Regions from separate parts of the Rattus norvegicus genome. Here all the other regions are linked to region 1. Evidence: chromatin contacts called from public Hi-C data. All regions are on one chromosome and are shown on one strand. The core of a region is the stretch at or near the end of the contact, and the rest is flanking DNA. Distances in the headings are between cores, read along the strand shown.

Evidence for each region. A called contact is a pair of places that touch in the nucleus more often than the background predicts.
Region 2: a Hi-C map of liver shows a contact between it and region 1, with 7 times the contacts expected there. The contact joins the promoter of Cbr4 here to the promoter of Sh3rf1 in region 1. A contact is called at or near these places in 11 of 12 Hi-C or Micro-C datasets (the A7r5 cell line, the Rat2 cell line, Schwann cells and 6 more) and 1 of 1 datasets of contacts at active chromatin or transcription factors (oligodendrocytes).
Region 3: a contact with region 1 is called in a Hi-C map of the A7r5 cell line, with 2.8 times the contacts expected there. The contact joins the enhancer-like site here to the promoter of Sh3rf1 in region 1. A contact is called at or near these places in 2 of 12 Hi-C or Micro-C datasets (the A7r5 cell line and hepatocytes).

Annotation. Positions count from the first base shown.
Region 1 is chr16:33,910,214-33,914,066 of GRCr8, forward strand. Sh3rf1 (SH3 domain containing ring finger 1) reads right to left here and starts at 1,914. Exons shown (of 12, transcript NM_198764.2): 1 at 1,836-1,914; 2 at 1-309. The coding sequence starts at 215.
Region 2 is chr16:33,654,968-33,658,820 of GRCr8, forward strand. It overlaps Cbr4 (carbonyl reductase 4), which reads right to left and starts at 1,605. Exons shown (of 5, transcript NM_182672.2): 1 at 1,360-1,605. The coding sequence starts at 1,501.
Region 3 is chr16:34,038,876-34,042,728 of GRCr8, forward strand. Nek1 (NIMA-related kinase 1) reads right to left here. Exons shown (of 33, transcript NM_001106082.3): 25 at 2,513-2,674. Among named protein-coding and RNA genes, the nearest start is that of Nek1, 88 kb to the right of the region's middle. Within about 2 kb of position 2,261, at least 2 of the 93 cell types and tissues checked have an H3K27ac peak or open chromatin away from gene starts, as enhancers often do. A contact at or near this core is called in the A7r5 cell line, where this site is marked.

The DNA.
Region 1 (3,853 bases), core at 664-3,163:
AGTCTGACCAGTAGGATGTTACTGGGGAGCTCGTCAACCCCAGAGCCAACAAGAGTCCGGCATTCGGGACATCTGAGTTCATTCCGGGAACCCACAATCCCCAGCAAACATCGTTTGCAAAACGTGTGCTGGCAGGGTAAGACCTTTGCGGAAGCATCCAAGCGTTCTAGACACACAGGGCACTCCAGAAGGTCCAACAAGGCAGACTCATCCATCTTGAGCTACTTTAGTGAGAAAACGGCCTCAGAACGTTCATAGTCGTGCGCAGCCCTTAAAGTGATTCATGTAACATCCATTTCAGACTTTGCTCTGGAGTTATGGGGAGAGAAGGGAGGAAAGAGAAAAATGACTGTTGTTATCTGGGGGAAAAGTTCACAGTGGAGCCAAGAACCAAAAAGTACACAAAAGTGCTTCCTCTGCATAGTCCAGCTTGGCGTTGGAATGTGTTTTCTGAGCTCCAAAGTCAACAATTAAAAACAAAACAGGCTTCTTAAATGATTCCCATTAATCCCTGAAGATATCTAGAACCTCACTGGGCAGAAAGAACTAGCAAGCAATAAACAGGATTTATGAAAAAGCAATAAAGGACTGATATTGGCTGCCTAATGAAGTCTTCAACTTATTGGAGAACCTAAGCAAAATCGACTGAAAGTTTCCTCTGTGTAAAATAATACTTTTAAATCCAACGACCTTCCCAAATTTGAAACTACCGTTATCATTTAGGAAGCCTTGCCTTGGGTGATACAAATGTTTCTTCCCCGTCTGAGAACAGAACAGCTTAATCTTATCCAACGCCTTCCCCAATTTAAAAAAAACAAAAACAAAAACAAAAACAAAAAAAACAAAAAAACAAAAAAACAGAGCTGATGGTTGGCAATTCTAAAAGATATAACCAAGACCTGCTTGAAAATAGCTAAAAATTATCACCCTTTCCGGCATGGTTGACAAACTCTGAAACAGATTTCTGAACGGCTTGTCCTAATCCCATTCAGAAAAAAATCTAGCAAAATGGTCACCAAGAATTCGACGATGGAATGCTAGGCTGAAAACTCTGGGTACAATCCGGGGGGTTAAAAGCGGGCCCCTTCAGGAGGTGGGAGAAAGAGTATTTGAAGCCAGTTGGTGCGTCGCTGTCCCCCATCACCACCATCACCCCAATCAATGTTTAAATGTGGATGCCTAGGAGGAGAAGAGGGTGAAAGGATTTGGAGGCTACATTAACAGCTGTTCCTAGCTAGTCAGTTCTGGGGAGAGCCAGGATGCGCCCCTCTTCCCACGGTGGGGCACAGGTAGTCCCCAACCCCGTAGCATGGCGCTTGCCAGAGACACACCCCAGAACCAGGTGTCGCCAGCCGGGGACAGAGCTGACCCTGGGAGCGGAGGCTGCGGCCGGGTAGCTCCGGAACTAGGGATCTCACCCAATTGCCTCCTCTCAACCTCCCTTTAGGTCAAATCCAGGACAAAAAATTGCCCAACACCGATCGTTGGAAGTTTTCAAGGACTTAAAGAAAAATAAAGATGCAGCCTTAAGTTGGCGAAAGTCAGCGCCGCGGAGTGCGGCGGGAAGCAGACTAGCGACCCCGCGGGGATGAGCTCAGCGACAGTCCCCGGAGACTGCCACCCCGGAGGCAGGGGGACCCGGTTGCGTCCGGGAAGAGCGCGGCCCCGAGACCCGGCAGCTTCGGAAGAGGCGAGAGAGGCCGCGGGGCTCGTTCCCAGCAGGTCCGGGAGACCCAAAGGGGAAGCGCAGGGACCAGCCCGCGCGCACAACCAGGATGCGGCGACCACCCGCCACCACTCCGCGCCCTGCGTCCCCCACTCGCCGCACGCCCTACCTCGCGCCTCCGCTGCTCGCCTTTGTTCGCGGCCCCGCAGCGCTGGCAGATGCAGCCCCGCCGAGCCCGCTGCCCGTGTGGCTCGGCCGCCGCGGTGGCACCCGGAGCCTCCTCACGGCCGCCCCCCTCGCGCGCGCTCGCACAGCACGCCACCGCCGCCGCCTCCCACCCGCCCAGCGAGGAGGGCGGGGGAACGCGACGCCGCGGGGAGGAGGAGGAGGAGGAGGCGGAGGCCGCGCGCAGTAGGCGCCCGGGGACTGGAGGGACGCACCACAGCGCCGCCCGCCGCTCGGGGACCCGCGCCGGAGCCCCACAGCGGGCGGCGGCCTCGGGGACGCACCAACGGGGAGGGAGGCTCCGGGACCCACGCCTTCACCGGGAGGACGCGCGCCCGGAGCGAATGGAGCTCCCCGGGAGGAGGGCGGTGGGAGTGGCGCCGAGGGACCAGGAAGAGGCTGGGACAAGGGCGCCCTGCCGGCCTCCGGCTCCGCCTGGCCGGTGCCTGGAGACTGACTCTTCACGGTGGCCAGGGATGGGAGTGGCCCTGCCGGGAACCGATCGCGCTTTGCTGGGCGTGCACACTCCCTGGGTGATTGCAGAGAAAGAGAAGTGGGACCCCGTAGTTCTGGGATCGGGGATACTGACCACCTATGGATCTCGGGGCCCGCCTACTCCACCCAACAATCCACCCCACATCTGCAGCAGCCAAGGGGTGCAAATCCAAGCAAGTTTGGAGAATTTCAAAATGAGAAAGAAAAAAAAATTAGAAAAATTAACGCCCGTCTTGGGGAGACTCTTCCTACCTGTCTAAAATGGGGTGTATTCAAAGTCTGACCCAGGTGGGCCGGCGCCTTGAAGCTGGCTAGGAGGTACCTCTTTTATCTGCGCCTTGGAGGCAGCCATCATCAACATCTCTGTAATCTTTTTCTGTTGCCCGGGGCACACACCTGTGTACTCTGAAGTGCGGGCTTGCAAAAACGGGTGTCCAAGAGTGTGTGTGTGTGTGTGTGTGTGTGTGTGTGTGTGTGTGTGTGTGTGTAAGCTTGTTTGTCAAACTTTTTTCAGAGACGAGTTAAATGTTGTCAAAGAGTATGATTTCGTTTATACTTACTGTCAGTTTACCAAAAGTTACTTCGAGAGAGATTGCGTATGAAATTCCTGCCAGGCCACCAACCAAGCTGACAATTTGAAAAGGAATATCAGGTTATCAGTTCTTTTGTCTCCACTAGAGCCACTGCTATATCATTTGAGATAAATGAGGATCATTCAAGTTAAGAAAAAAAATTATAGCAAGTAACAATTATCAGTCACTTTAAGCCAGGCACCGTGCTAAAGACTTAAACATATTAATTCCATTCTCACAACAGCCCTTTATGTCATGCGTCCCAGCTTTGTTCTAAAGAGACTAATAGGCTGAGACTTATACTATATGAATACCAAAAATAATTGCCCACTTCCTTTCCTGCTAGAAGGGGAACAAGTATGTGTTCATATTTGCTGAAAAAGACAGGGAAAGATTGGATGAGAGAATGAGGAGAAAAAGAGATTATCTACAAACAGCACTCTGAAAGTGACTGGCTGCCGAAACTGGAAATGGAGGTTAGGTACAGTGGAAAATCAGAGTCAGAAAACAGACCTATTTGGGGGGTTATTAAGACTGAAGATCAACCTAGGTAACTTCCCTACATCACAGTGGAAGACTCAAGTCCAGCTCTCCGATTCCAAGTCCTGTTTCTTTCCTCTAAAAAAGGGAGAGGGTGGACTTAATCGCATAATTAATCTCGTGTTGTGTTGCTTACTCTTGCAAAGCAGTGACCAAAAGACAGACAGAAACAATGGGGGAGGGAGTGTTTCAGTTCGCAGTTTTGATGAAAACTTTGCCCTGTGTACTAGCACAAGATATCACTGTGGACAAGATATCATTGTGGAGGAGTGTTCACCTTAAGACAGACAGGAAGCTGAAAGAGAACCCAAGAAGGAAGGAACCAGGCCAAGTGATAGCCCCCAAGGATAAACTC
Region 2 (3,853 bases), core at 355-2,854, 260 kb before region 1:
ACATCTGGGTTGAACCTTGGAGACTCATATGGAAGGAAAGAACAAACTGTTCTGACTTCCATGTGTACACAATGGCATATAGGTACCCGTCCAACCAAAAAATAAGTGACTTTTAAAATGGTAATAAAATCTGGGCATGATAACTAATGTATACCTGCAGTCTCGGCATTCAGACAGGAGATTACTACTGTAAGCTTGTGGTCAGTGTAGGCAGAGAGGTGGCTCAGTAGAACTCCCTGATCCCTATCACCATACGCAGGAAATTAGACTTCAAAGGAAAAGTACTGTGTATTTAATAAGCTACCATGTTACCACACATGCTCCTCAATTTATGATAGGGATACACCAAGATGAACCAACTACATGTTGGAGAGTGGAAGAACAGGTGACTAACTAGTCCACAGGGCAAGGTGGACTATCAGTTGTCTGGCAAACTGGAAGCAGTGCTGACTAGGTGCTGAGGCTTTGCACCAGCATGAACAGATGTGCTCCCCTGTGTTCCCGATGCTGAGGAGGCACAGACCAGATCTTGACCTAAGGGAAGCCTAAACTGCATAGTAAGACCCCCTGTACCCGGGAAAACTGGATACTACACTGCAGGTTCAAAGGGTACTCTGTCCTAAAGATGTCACTGTTGCACCACAGTAAGGTCATCTCAGCAACATGGAGATTGAGACACCAGAATCACAAGTTCAAAGCCAGTGTGAGTTACATATCAAGGCTATTTTCATATAAGTAAAGAAATACAGCAGGCACCAGACACACTTAGACCTATAATAGGCCCAATGCTTTCCTGATAGTGATGTGTATTTTTCTCCATTCTTCCATGTTGCCTTCTCCAACTGAGACTTAAACTTGCAATTCAATGACTAATATCCGTTGATAACCAGTGGGGAGGGGGCACCTGGAATTGAAATACAATAAAAGGGTCTGGGAAAACAAATTAGTAACTTATTAAAGTCATTAATGAGCTTGGGAAAGCCACCCTGACCTATCAAGAGCTTCTCTTTGAAATACTGTCGTGTGCCTTCACAAAGGGCAAGAGCTCTCAGCAAAATGCAACCTAGCCATTTGTACCTGACGTCTCTCCTTTCAGTATAATCGCATTATTCACTCTCTCCTACCAGAGGCCTGAGCAAAGCGTCTCTCAATATCAGCTCTGGCCTCGAGGAAGACAGCTATTTGTTAGGGGTCCTCAGAGTCTGCCTGGAGTAGGCGAGAGCCGCAGTGAGGGCTTGGTCATGGGGCACGAAAGATCTGGGGCGCAGACTGGAATACACGGACAGTAGCCCGGGGCCCATGGACTGGAGTTCAAGCACTTAAACTTGGCCTCGCAGCGGGGACCCTTCCGGTACCTACCGCCGAGCTCGCTCGCAGTGGCTTTGGCCACTTCCAAGTTTCTGGCGACGATCGCCAGGCGGTAACCCTTCTGGGCCATTAGCTGGGCTACAGCCTTGCCGATGCCCCGGGAGCCTCCAAAAACCGCACAGACTTTGTCCATCTTGGACCTCGGACCGGCAAGATGGATCCCTAAGACACAGAACTTATAATAAAGGCACAACAACTGGAAAAACAATTCAACAAGCTCTTTGGACAACCGACCCGGGCCACAGAACAAGGCGCAAGAATTAGACGTCGGTGTACATGGACTCTTGTAAGGTTGCATTGCATGCTGGGACTTGTAGTCCTTGCTCGCTTGAGCCTGTGAGCATTTCAGTAACTGTAGCTGACTGCCTATTCCTATGCCTGGTTAGTTGGCACCAAGGAACAAAGGACCAATCCTCTGTTCAGAGATAATAGGGTTGCTAAAATGGTGGACTTTCCAGGAAAAACCAGAGTTAGCAATCACATTATGTCCTTCTGAGTGTGGACTTGTCCTGGCTCACCCACATTTTTTACTGCAGACAAAACCTGTTCAAGTGTAAAGTGGTCTCCCAAGTTACTGTAGACATTGGCTTTGCACTGCAATATTATTATGAGGGTAGATGTCCTGTCAAAGAACACAGCCCCGTGTGCTGCCTCAGGCCTGTACACCCAGCACTCAGAAGGTCGAGGCAGAGGAATCACTGAGAGTTCAAGGCCAACCTGGTCTAGAGAATGGGATCCTGTCTCTAAGAAAGCAACAAAGAAAGAACACTGCACAGTAAATGTTTGTGCTCCTCTTTTTGAGGAAGAGACCTGCTATGTTACCCGGGCTGGCCTAGTGCTTACTATATAGCCCAGGCTGACCTCAGATTCTCAATGATTTTTCTCCCTCAGACTCCAGAGTGCTGCTGGCATGTACAGGCATGGGCCTCCACACTCTTTGACTGATCAGAATAGCCTGAAGATTAAAGAGCAAGCTTAGATCGTTATTGCCAGTACTGGGTTCCTGTACTCCAAAATAAGATGTTTTGAGTGCTTTAAAACCAAAAAAAGGTTAGCTGGATGCGGTGGTGCACACCTTTAATCCCAGCACTAGGGAGGCAGAAGTATGCCATTTTCTTGAGTTGAAGGCCAAAGTCTAGGTCTAGAGAGAGTTCCAGAACAGCCAGGGCTACACAGAGAACTCTGTCTCAACAGTCCCTCCCCTCCCTCCACCAAAGGCATCATTAGTTACCATTCTAGTGTAAAGAGAGCATTTCTTGACAGAATATTTAGTGTATTAAATAAAGAAAATATAGACCATGCCCCCTGGGGGGGCAGGGGAGATTCTGGGACAACCGGACTAATTCACATAAAACATTAGTGGGCTAAATTGTTAAGTAAAGTACACCAGAAATCAAAAAGGCCAGCGAGGACTGAAGGCGTGGAAATCTGGCAAAGCTGGGTCTAAGAATTGATTTGTAAATGGGAGGAAGGGAGCTACCATGGAAGTTGAGCATTAATTTTAAAGTTTTTATTTTTCTTCTGCCTAAATCTGAAAAGGCTTTAAAATGGCTGAAAAATAAATACATGAGTTGTTTTCCAAGTGTTCTGTTTAATTGTGTTCTTATTTAGATGAGGTCTTGTCAGGTAGCCAAACTGGCCTCAAACTCATTGTAGTCTTGCCTGAGCCTAGTAAGTGCTGCAACTCAGTAGGTTTGAGATATATGTGTGTGTGTGCGCGCGCGCGCGCGCGTGTGTGTGTGTGTGTGTGTGTGTGTGTGTGTGTGTGCGTGTGAGGCTGTGTGTGTGAGGCTGTGTGTGTGAGGCTGTGTGTGTGTGAGGCTGTGTGTGTGAGGCTGTGTGTGTGAGGCTGTGTGTGTGTGTGACTGTGTGTGTCTGTCTGTGTGCGTGTGTGTGTGACTGTATGTATGTGTGTGAGGCTGTGTGCGTGTGTGTGTGTGTATGAGGCTGTATGTGTGGTGTATGTGTGTGTGTGTGAGTGTGTGTGTGTGTGAGGCTGTGTGTGTGAGGCTGTGTGTGTGTGTGAGGCTGTGTGTGTGTGACTGTGTGTGTGTGTACGTGAGGCTGTGTGCGTGTGTGTGTATGAGGCTGTATGTGTGGTGTATGTGTGTGTGTGTGAGGCTGTGTGTGTGAGGCTGTGTGTGTGTGTGAGGCTGTGTGTGTGTGACTGTGTGTGTGTGTGTATGTGAGGCTGTGTGCGTGTGTGTGTATGAGGCTGTATGTGTGGTGTATGTGTGTGTGTGTGAGTGTGTGTGAGTGTGTGTGTGTGAGGCTGTGTGTGTGTGTGAGGCTGTATGCGTGTGTGTGTATGAGGCTGTATGTGTGGTGTATGTGTGTGTGTGAGTGTGTGTGAGTGTGTGTGTGTGTGAGGCTGTGTGTGTGTCTGTGTGTGTCTGTCTGTGTGCGTGTGTGTGTGTGAGGCTGTGTGTGTGTGACTGTGTGTGTGTGTGTGTGTATGTGAGGCTGTGTGTGTGTGGCTGTGTGT
Region 3 (3,853 bases), core at 1,011-3,510, 130 kb after region 1:
CAATATCATGCTTACTTTTCATAGACCCGAGACATACTTTTCTTGTTTATATTTAAATTTCTAATGACTTGACCATAATCCATTGTGAAAGACAAGAGACGTACAAATTCCAATAATCTTTATCTGTTGCTCACATGAATGTTTTTGGTCATTCATACACAAGTAAGCGCTGAGGGGAAAGAACCTATTTTGTTTCGTTTTTTAGTATGTAATTCTGTTCTTGTCAAACAGAAAAAGAGGTAGTGGCAAATGGTTTGGTTGTTTCTAGAAAGGAGCTGACACAAGTTTTCCTTCAGGGATGAATTTTATCAAGAGAAAAGGCCTCAAGAAAATGGGGAACATGATTAGGCTTTGCCACAGGGAAGCTTTACAAAGGACAGTCCCCCTTTTCTAGCAGACAGTGTGAAGGAGAAGATCTTATGGAGCACAGCTCTTCCTGTAGAACCAAGGACACAGTTTTATTAAGAGGTACAGCTTGAAGTAAGAGACAGACAGCTGTCGTAGACAGGATGACAGGTGAGGCAACTCTAGAATAGTCCCCTGAGCAGAGGGAAGCATCTGACTTATCCTTCCCGAGTGATAAGAAGCTGCCCATCACATGACTTAGGTCAGCACAGCCCGTGGACAGCACTGAGGAGCCTCTTGCAGTGCAGCTCTATGAATTAGGGGTGGTAAAAGCACAGCACAGACGGCTCCAGACAAAGAACCGCAGGGAGCAAAGCCTGATCTCGTCAGGCTGTGGGGCTGGACTGTGGGGTTATCAGCTTCCTAAAGATGCAGATCCACAATCTAACAGATCCCCAATGATCTATAGCTATGTTAAAACCAACATACTTTATTCTATAAACTCAATTTGTGCCCATACTTTTCACAATGCTTAAAATATGTACTCTACAGCTCTTAGCGGGAAATGTTAGGCTTGCCGCCCCAACCTAGGCTACGCAGTCTTCATTACATGCATACTTATCCTACTAATTGATTTTATTTCTTCTTAAAATTTTTACTCTTGTCTTGTTTACTCTGTCTTGTTTAAGCTATAATAAAATATCAGAATGGGTGGCTTAAATAGAAATTAATTTGCTTAGCTCCACAGGTCAGAGAATCTAGTAGCAGGATTCCAGCACAGTAAGTCCTGGAGAAAGAGGTTTTCTTCTGGGTACCCGGGCAGTCTTTTCTTCCTGTATTTCTAGTATGGCATAAAGGCTGGCTCTCTGGCCTCTTCTTAGAAGGGTACTAATGCCATTCAGAAGGCTTCACCGTAATTCAAAAGTTAACTGCTCCAAATACACAGGGGTTTAGATTTCAATGTGTACATCTTTTGAGGCGCACAGCCATTATCCTTTAACAGCCACTAATAACCATGTTTCCAGTTCTCATGCTTCCAGTTCTCATACTGTGGTGAACTAAAGATGGTTGCATGGAACAGTTCCTGGGAGTCTCGTTTTGCAGAAAGCACTGTTCTACCTTCACAAGTGAAACACAATGGAGGTGATGCCACTACAATTCATGACTGGATGGGTAAGAAAACTGGCAGCTTCTAGTTGGTATCTGGAGGTCAGGGGCATCAGAAGAGAAGTTCATCTAGCTCAGAAGAACCCCATGGCAATTTTCTGAGACTAAAGGATAAATTTGTGTGTAGAAGAAATGAAATAATTTTTAATTACTGAGCAGACTGGTGGATTACACATGGCTGCAGAGTCTTCCTTTTGAAAGGCACGCCTGGTTCCCTACAGTAGGTTGACTTTGTGGGTCTGTGACAGCTGTGATCCGCAGAAATGCTAACGGTCCCAGTTCAATTCCCTGGCTAATTTTAAAGATCATAAGCAACAAACAAACAAACAAACAAACAAACATAAGCAGCTTTTACTCTAGCACCCAAGATGGCTGTAGATTTATTAGAACTTTTCTCTTTCAGAGGGGACTTCTGTGTCCCCTACCACAGGATCTCTGAGTCATCACAGAGTAAAGCACAGAAGATGGAAAAAATAGGGCCTGAGAAATGGCTCAGCAATTAAGAGCACTGGTTGTTTTCCAGACCAGGCTCAATTCCCTGTATCCACATGGCTCTCAAAAGGGGAGGGAGAGAGGCCTATGGTACTAAGCCTGTGAGGTGTACCTTTTAAGAAGACAGAACAGTCTTAGTGATCTCTTAGGCAAAGAGACAATGTATTAGGAAAATTATAAGCCAAGACTTGACTCAGTCCCTGATTCATAAAATAATGAAACAGAAGGGCCTGTTCCCAGTGTGCATGTCCATACATGCCTGAAGGTTTTGAACACCAGCAGTGACACCAGGAGTCTGCATTCTGGGAGACCAGCCTGGCCCATGTAAAGAAAACCTTGAAAATACTTGCTCTTGAAAACCAAAAGCAGGAAGAAAAAACCCTACAGTTGCTAAAAGTATAAAAAGAGTGAGTCTAATTCAAGATAATTACTCAAACACATACACAAATCTTGATAAAAAATTTTAGTATCAAATGCAACTTTGCTAATTAAAATCATTATAGCATACCTTCCACATTTCCTTCGGACATTGCTGGAGACACCTTAGCAAACTTTGGACTGTTTGTTTCAGTATCAACAGTGGCTGATGGGTTTACTTCTTTTGAAATACACTGCAGATTCTCTTCTCCAGTGAGTAGGGGTTTGTAGTTCTCCTCTTCAACACAAACCTCTGCAGAAGCAAAAGAATGAAGTCTACTCTCTCAGAAGGGCAATGCCATTTACAGCCACAAACAACAAATAAACAAAAATCCTAACTCAGATTGTTGCAACAAATAGTTACTGGTGAAGCTCTCTTATACACTAGTAACTAAAGTGAGTTAGATAATGTGGCAGTCAAACTGGGTTCCATTATGACCTCTAGGCTAGTTAACACAGTTTGCATGTTCTTTTTCTTTTTCTTTTTTTTTTTTTTGCATGTTCTTTTTCTTTTGGGGTAAAATATACCTGTATTAGAATTGGACTTTAAAAATTATTAACCACCTGCTTTTTTTTTTCATAATAGCAACTGACACTTCTAGTTTGTGATATTTTGTACACTTTGGCTGTTTCCAGTAAAGAACTGGTTTGTTATATAACACCTGCCTAGGGCTATCCACTGTCGTCATTCCTGTTTGACTTTTGAACATTTTAGCAGCCACTGTACCAACTCCCTAAAAGCAATTCTGCCATAGGTAGATGATACACACAATAAGTAATCCTGCCAATATGCAGACCTCTCAGCTCAGTGAACTATTCTTAACCTCACTGTCTTAGTTTTAATAAGTCATGCCTTAGAGACCTTATAACTTCTGGCCTCTCAAAAGTCCCAACATTCAGAATCCTCAATGCTAACCTTCAGTGCTGTTTCTTACCCATCTCCTTCTACTATAGCATTTTTCAACAAGGTCTCACCATGTGGCCTTTGCTGGTCTGGAATTCCCTATGCAGACCAGGATTTCCACCCTTCTAAAACTATCGTTAGAATCATTCTTTTGCATATACCCTCAGCTTACTGAACTCACTTCATTGTGCTCATGTGGAAAAACCCTAAACTCAATCTAATTTCTGCAGGGCCTGCTTGACATAATTGATGCATGGTTGACATGACTGCAGATTAAGAGAAGTTGTTAAGACCTGGATTTCAATTTATTACTTCTTTCTATAGTTTAGATATAGAGAGCCCAAGTGACCCTGAAGGGACTTGTTTCTGAGTGTGGTGATATTAAAGAGGTGGTTGAGACCTTTAGATGGGAAGTCGGTGAGGAGACTGTTTTCATGACTTATGGCTATGATGTTCACCTTTAGTAAGGAACTAAAAACCTCCTTTGCCCCTTTGTAACACACACAGGCTCTTTTCAGTCTACTTCTC